Regions from separate parts of the Sus scrofa genome. Here region 1 is linked to region 2. The links are chromatin contacts, called in public Hi-C maps. All regions are on one chromosome and are shown on one strand. The core of a region is the stretch at or near the end of the contact, and the rest is flanking DNA. Distances in the headings are between cores, read along the strand shown. Region 1 overlaps BIN1 (bridging integrator 1). Region 2 has its middle 15 kb from the start of PROC.

Region 1 (2,835 bases), core at 93-2,592, 300 kb before region 2:
ATCTTCTCTGCCTACAAATTGGGAAACTGCCACCATTTTCTGCCAGCTCCCTGGGCCAAGGCGGCCTGCAAATGTTTACAGTTTGAGGGGAGCTGGCTATGCTCAGGTGGGAGAACAGAACTGGAGCAGGGAGAGGGCCGGGCTGCACCCCGGTGGCTAACACTCCCATGGGGCCCTGACACTGCTACTGGAGGGACCAGAGGGGGCCATGGTCACAGCGTGTCCACCTCCCGCAGGGGAGGATGCTGGGCCCACCGTACCTCTGACCCCGCCCCACAGGTGGGGCACCTGGGGCCTACCTTACTCATTTCCTTGTGGAAGTTCTCCTCCAAGCCCGCGATGCTCTGGAAAGTGTTGACATAGAAACCCACCCGGCTGTGGGAGGGACGGAGGGCAAGTGAGCTGCAGGCCAGCCCAGGGGAGCCACCAGCCCAGCAGGGCACAGCACCTCTGACCCCCAACCCCCCACCCAGCCCAGGAGGGTGCAGCCCCACCACGCAGGCGCAGCCTGCATGCAACTCACCTGTTCCACAGGGACGGCAGCTCCTCCTGCAGGTCCACATTCATCTCCTCAAACACCTTCTGGGCTTTGATGAGCTCTTCCTCGGCCTGGAGGGCAGGACAGGTCATTCCCCTCTGCCAGGCCTCTGTCCCAGCCAGCCCAGCTAGACCAGACCCCTGAGACCTGCTCCCCCCAGCACACTGGGACCAGGAATTTGGGCAAGACAGAGGCTGAACTGGACGTGGATGCCCAGGCGGACCTGCCCCTACAGCCCCTTGGGTCCCTGCAGCCAGGCCCACAGGGGTCATTCCAGGAAGAGGGGCAGAGAAGCCATGGCAAGGGGGCCCCATCTGGTACAGGTGGGCCAGGAAGGCGGGAGGGAGGACAGGACACTAGAAGGCACGAGACAAGGGGCAGACCCTAGATCCAGCCAAATGTGACCCCCTCGGCCTGTCAGCCCCGCTCTCTGCCCCTTGACACTTCCCTCCCCCTTTCCCAAGGCCACTCCTAATCTGCCTCACCCACTGGCCTGACCTCACCTTCCTGGGGTCCTTCTTCCCTCCCTGACCCTTTGTCCCTATGACCTGTCCCCACCAGACTGAGGCTGGAGGCAGCAGGTCTGGCACATGCAGGATGGGCAGAGAGAAGTTGGGAAGAGGGCACAGGTGCTGCCTACATGCCTGCCCAGGTGCCTTCCCCAGGGCACAGCAACCAGGAGGTGGCGCTAAGGCCCCACCTCAGAGCTGGAGAAAGTAGGGAGCTCCAGGAGCTAAGGCCAGGGTGGGGGTGAGTCACAGCCCCCGGCCCCAGGAAGAGCTCTGCTAGCTCATTCTGGAGGGTGCTGCTGGAAACAGTGACTCAGGGTGACTTGGATTCAGGGGCTGAGTCACAGCCCAGGAACGTGGCTGCCCCACCCGTGAGAGAAGCTCTCTCCACAGCCTCACGTTTTCAGGCCAACTGGCCAGAACAGCAAACTGCCAGATCACACCCAGCTGTCCGTCCAGCTTCGGCCCCAGATTCAGCCCTACTCAGGCTCTATCCCCGCTGTGGTGAGTTGGGGGGAGTGCTGGAGGAGGGGGCCACTGTGGCTCCTGACTACATTACCTCCAGGTTGCTAGAGTGAACACAAGCACCCTGCCTAAATATTAAGAATCTTCTTGGAGTTCTCTTCGTGGCTCAGTGCTTAATGAATCCGACTAGGAACCATGAGGTTGGGGGTTCGATCTCTGGCCTTGCTCAGTGGGTTAAGGATCTGGCATTGCCATGAGCTATGGTGTAGGTCGCAGACGAGGCTCGAATCTGGCGTTGCTGTGGCTCTGGCAGCTACAGCTCCGATTAGACCCCTAGGCTGGGAACATCCATATGCCATGGGTGTGGCCCTAAAAGGACAAAAAAGACAAAAAAAAAAAAAAAGAATCTTCTTAAAAATAGGAGAATAGGAAATAAAAGAAATGCCTCTAGGCATGCATGCCTCGGGCCACCCCTGGAATAGATCAGATTGAGAGCATCCTGCAGACCATGGGCCAGACCAGCCCTGCCTTAGTCCTCTGAGAACCCCAGTGCCTGAAGGGGGGCTACCACCCACCACAAAAGTGACCCTCACACTTCCAGCCCAGAGCTCCTCGCATGGCCATGTGTGATGCGTGCCTCCTGCCCAAGTGCCGATCAGCCAGTTCAAGTCCCAGGTCCTTGGGGACCACCTTGACCACCCTGGCTCCTGTACCTGCAGAAGCCACCTCACAAGGCTGGCCCTAACTCCCCAGTTGGACACCGTGGCCAAGATGATGAGGATGGCACAGCAGCTCGGAGCTGCGTGCCAAGATCTGCTCACACATCCCAGTGATACTGCAAAGGACAGCATCATTTTAAAGTTCCTAGAAGTCAGGGCCTATGTCTTTTATTCCCTCTGAGTCACATTTCTCCTATTCTGGCTCTTTCAGAAACACCTGGGGGAGCAGAAGTGGAGGGAGGCAGGTTAGGGGGACTGCAGCTCCCATGGAGAGCAGATCGGAAGCGGCCTGGGGGGACACCTGGGGCCGGCCGACTCGGGAACCCATAGCCCCAGGAGGCGGCACAGTCTCCCCAAAGTCACGTTGGCCAGCAGGGCAGCCCCAGGACCCCAAGTGCCCAGCTTCCTGCCAGCCAGCTTCCTGAAGACTGCCTAACCTGCAGAAGGAGGACAGGCTCAATAAAAACCAGTTCCAGGTGGGAAGGTCAGTCTGGCTGAGTGTGGGACATTTATCGTCCAATATCCAGCCAGCAGACCCTATGCCTTGGCCTCCCCTTCAACCCCAGGAGGGGCTGTGGGGCCCTCCCAGCGGGATTCCCCAGAC
Region 2 (2,700 bases), core at 84-2,583:
CGGATCCACTAGGCAATAAATGTGCAGGCCTGACTTCCTTGAAACTTTATGAGAGGACTAGCTGGTTAATGGGTAACCGGGAGCAACACCCACGCAGCTGGGAGTATGTGGCCCCATGGGGGACCTTGCGACACCGCAGAGTACAGGGGTTCCAGAAATGGGGAGGAACAAAACCTTGCCACGCAGCAGAGTACAGGGGTTCCAGAAATGGGGAGGAACAAAACTCCCAGGCAGTACCGGGGAGCCCTCTGCCCCAGAGCCCGGCAAGTTCAGCCCTCACGGAGGGAGGCTGGGGGCGCCTGTGCTGAGGGCTCTCCTGCCGGTTGACAAACCCTGGGCTAGCTTAGCTGGGCTGGAATTATTGCCTGGGTCGGAATCCGCCTCAGGACAGAGTCTCCGGCCGCCACCACCCCAGAACGCACTGTCCACAGACTGAGTTGTCTCCTTAGCAGCAGGGCTGAGCGCCCTCCAGAATGCAGACAGCAAGCCTCCTGGGAAGGTACGGAGCTTGGAGTCTAGGCTCAAGGGGCCACACAACTGCCCAGCTCCGCACCTGGCGTGCAAATCAGCCATGGGCAATACAGAAACAAATTAGCACCACTGTTCCAATAAAAGTTTTCAAGGACACTGAAATGCGAATTTTGTATAATTTTCCTGATACGAAATAAATCATTTTTTTGGTATTTCTCAAACATTAAAAAATAAAATAAAAATAGAAACCATTTTTAGCTCCCAGGCTGAACAAATGACCCGCAGGCCATAGGTGGCAAACCCTGGGTTTGGAAAGGGCCCTCCCTCCCTCCGTCTACCCTCCCCCATGCCTCCCCCATCCTCCCCTCCCTGCCCCCTGTCGCCTCCCCGCGCCAGTCCCGGCTGCATCCCAGACGCGGCGGCCAGCGGTCGGGAGCGCTGACTCACAGGCTGACTCAGCTGCAGGCGCGCAGCCAGCACACGCCCGGGCGAGGCGGCGGGGCGCAGGGCGCCGGGCGGGCTCGGGGCTGGCGGGATGGCCGAGGGGCTGGCGGAGGTGGGGGTGTGACGGCGGCCGCGCGGGGCCTAAGGGGCTCGGACCACCGCGCACCCGCAGCCCTCGCAGCCCCGACCTCTGCGGAGCCGGGAGACCGGCGCTGCTGGCGTGATGCCTCGCCGGAGGATGGGCCGGGGCGCGGGGGATCGGAGTCCAGGAGGGAGACGTGGGTCCTTGGGAGCCGGTCCTCCGGAGAGCGGCTGGGCGCAGGCCTGGCTTTTCATACGCCCCTTGGGATTCCAGCCCCGCCCCCGCCCTCGCGCTCCTGTTCGAGCTGACCTTCTCCGGGAAGCCTTCCCCGGGGGCCTCCTCAGGGCCAGGTAGGGCCCGCCCCAGGGTTGCCTGAAGAACCTCCCTCCCGCGCCCTCCACGTGGCTCTGTTGCCGGTTTTGTGTCTGGTTTTTTCACTCAACTGAGAGTCCCTAGAGGGCAGCAACCACGTCTCAGTTGGCTCTGCATCCCTGGGACTTAAACGCAGCGCCAGAGGCAGAGTAGACCTGTATTCCAGTGACAGGTCTACTGCGGCTGTGGCAAAGGAAGGCAGCTATAGCTCCGATCCACCCCTAGCCTGGGAACTTCCACATGACGTGGGTGCGGCCCTAAAAAGCACAAGGCTAGAGGTCGAATCAGAGCTAAAGCTGCCAGCTTACACAAGAGCCACAGCAACACCGGATCCAAGCCGCGTCTGTGACCTACACGGCAGCTCATGGTAAGGCCGCATCCTTAGTCTACTGAGCAAGACTAAGGGTCCATCCTGCGTCTTCATGGATCCTAGTCAGGTTGGTTACCACTGAGCCAAGATGGGAATTCCCAATGTCCCTTTTAAAATAAGTATCATTAAAAAAAAAAAAAATGACATTTCTGTCCTACGGTACAGAGTCTCTTTTACCTCCTTCCATTTCCTTGCCTGCAGCCTTTAGGAAATCTTTCTTCTAGGTAGTGATCAAGCAGAATGTGGTCAAACATAAAATTCTTTGACTTGGAATTTTGCTGTTATTCAGCCCTCGTTACACTGATTCTGGCTGTCAGGTCAGCGTGATGGCATCAAGGGAACAACCCCTCAATAAAATCATCTGAGCACGGAATCCTTAGGGTCATAAAGCAGCAGGTTTTTAGATCATAAGAATTAGTGTCCAGCTCTCCAGAAATGTCCATGTGCTTTGTACCACCAGACTGGTTTTGGTAGCTCCTTTGCATCTGGTAATTCATTAGGTAAGATATCCTTGTTTAAAAATGTCCTTTCTTTTAAACATGTTGAAGCTCACTGGATATCATAAGTTAAACCTCTCTTTCGGGGAAAATAGTGTTAAAACACAGTGCTGTTTGAACTTATGAAATTACAAATAACTTCCAGTTTTAGAAAAGATATAATAAAATCCTACTTAAATTGGTTGTCCTTTTCTGGTGACATTTTGTTTTGTTTTGCATTTTCTTGAGCCACTCCTGCAGCATATGGAGGTTCCCAGGCTAGGGGTCTAATTGGAGCTGTAGCCATCTGCCTACGCCAGAGCCACAGCAACGCGGTATCCGAGTCACGTCTGCGACCCTCACCACAGCTCACGGCAATGCCAGATCCTTAACCCACTGAGCAAGGCCAGGGATCAAACCCGAAACCTCATGGTTCCTAGCCAGATTCGTTAACCACTGTGCCACAACAGGAACTCGTTTTGTTT

The links. Hi-C and Micro-C count contacts between places; a contact is called where the count stands out from the background.
Region 1: a contact with region 2 is called in a Hi-C map of embryonic fibroblasts, with 2.0 times the contacts expected there. The contact joins two enhancer-like sites. A contact is called at or near these places in 2 of 47 Hi-C or Micro-C datasets (embryonic fibroblasts and epiblast stem cells) and 1 of 2 datasets of contacts at active chromatin or transcription factors (skeletal muscle).

The regions. Positions count from the first base shown.
Region 1 is chr15:25,363,533-25,366,367 of Sscrofa11.1, reverse strand. It overlaps BIN1 (bridging integrator 1), which reads right to left. Exons shown (of 14, transcript NM_001097440.1): 7 at 524-609; 8 at 300-375. Among named protein-coding and RNA genes, the nearest start is that of BIN1, 36 kb to the right of the region's middle. Within about 2 kb of position 1,342, at least 32 of the 83 cell types and tissues checked have an H3K27ac peak or open chromatin away from gene starts, as enhancers often do. A contact at or near this core is called in embryonic fibroblasts and skeletal muscle, where this site is marked.
Region 2 is chr15:25,066,229-25,068,928 of Sscrofa11.1, reverse strand. No RefSeq gene overlaps it. Among named protein-coding and RNA genes, the nearest start is that of PROC, 15 kb to the right of the region's middle. Within about 2 kb of position 1,333, at least 63 of the 83 cell types and tissues checked have an H3K27ac peak or open chromatin away from gene starts, as enhancers often do. A contact at or near this core is called in embryonic fibroblasts and skeletal muscle, where this site is marked.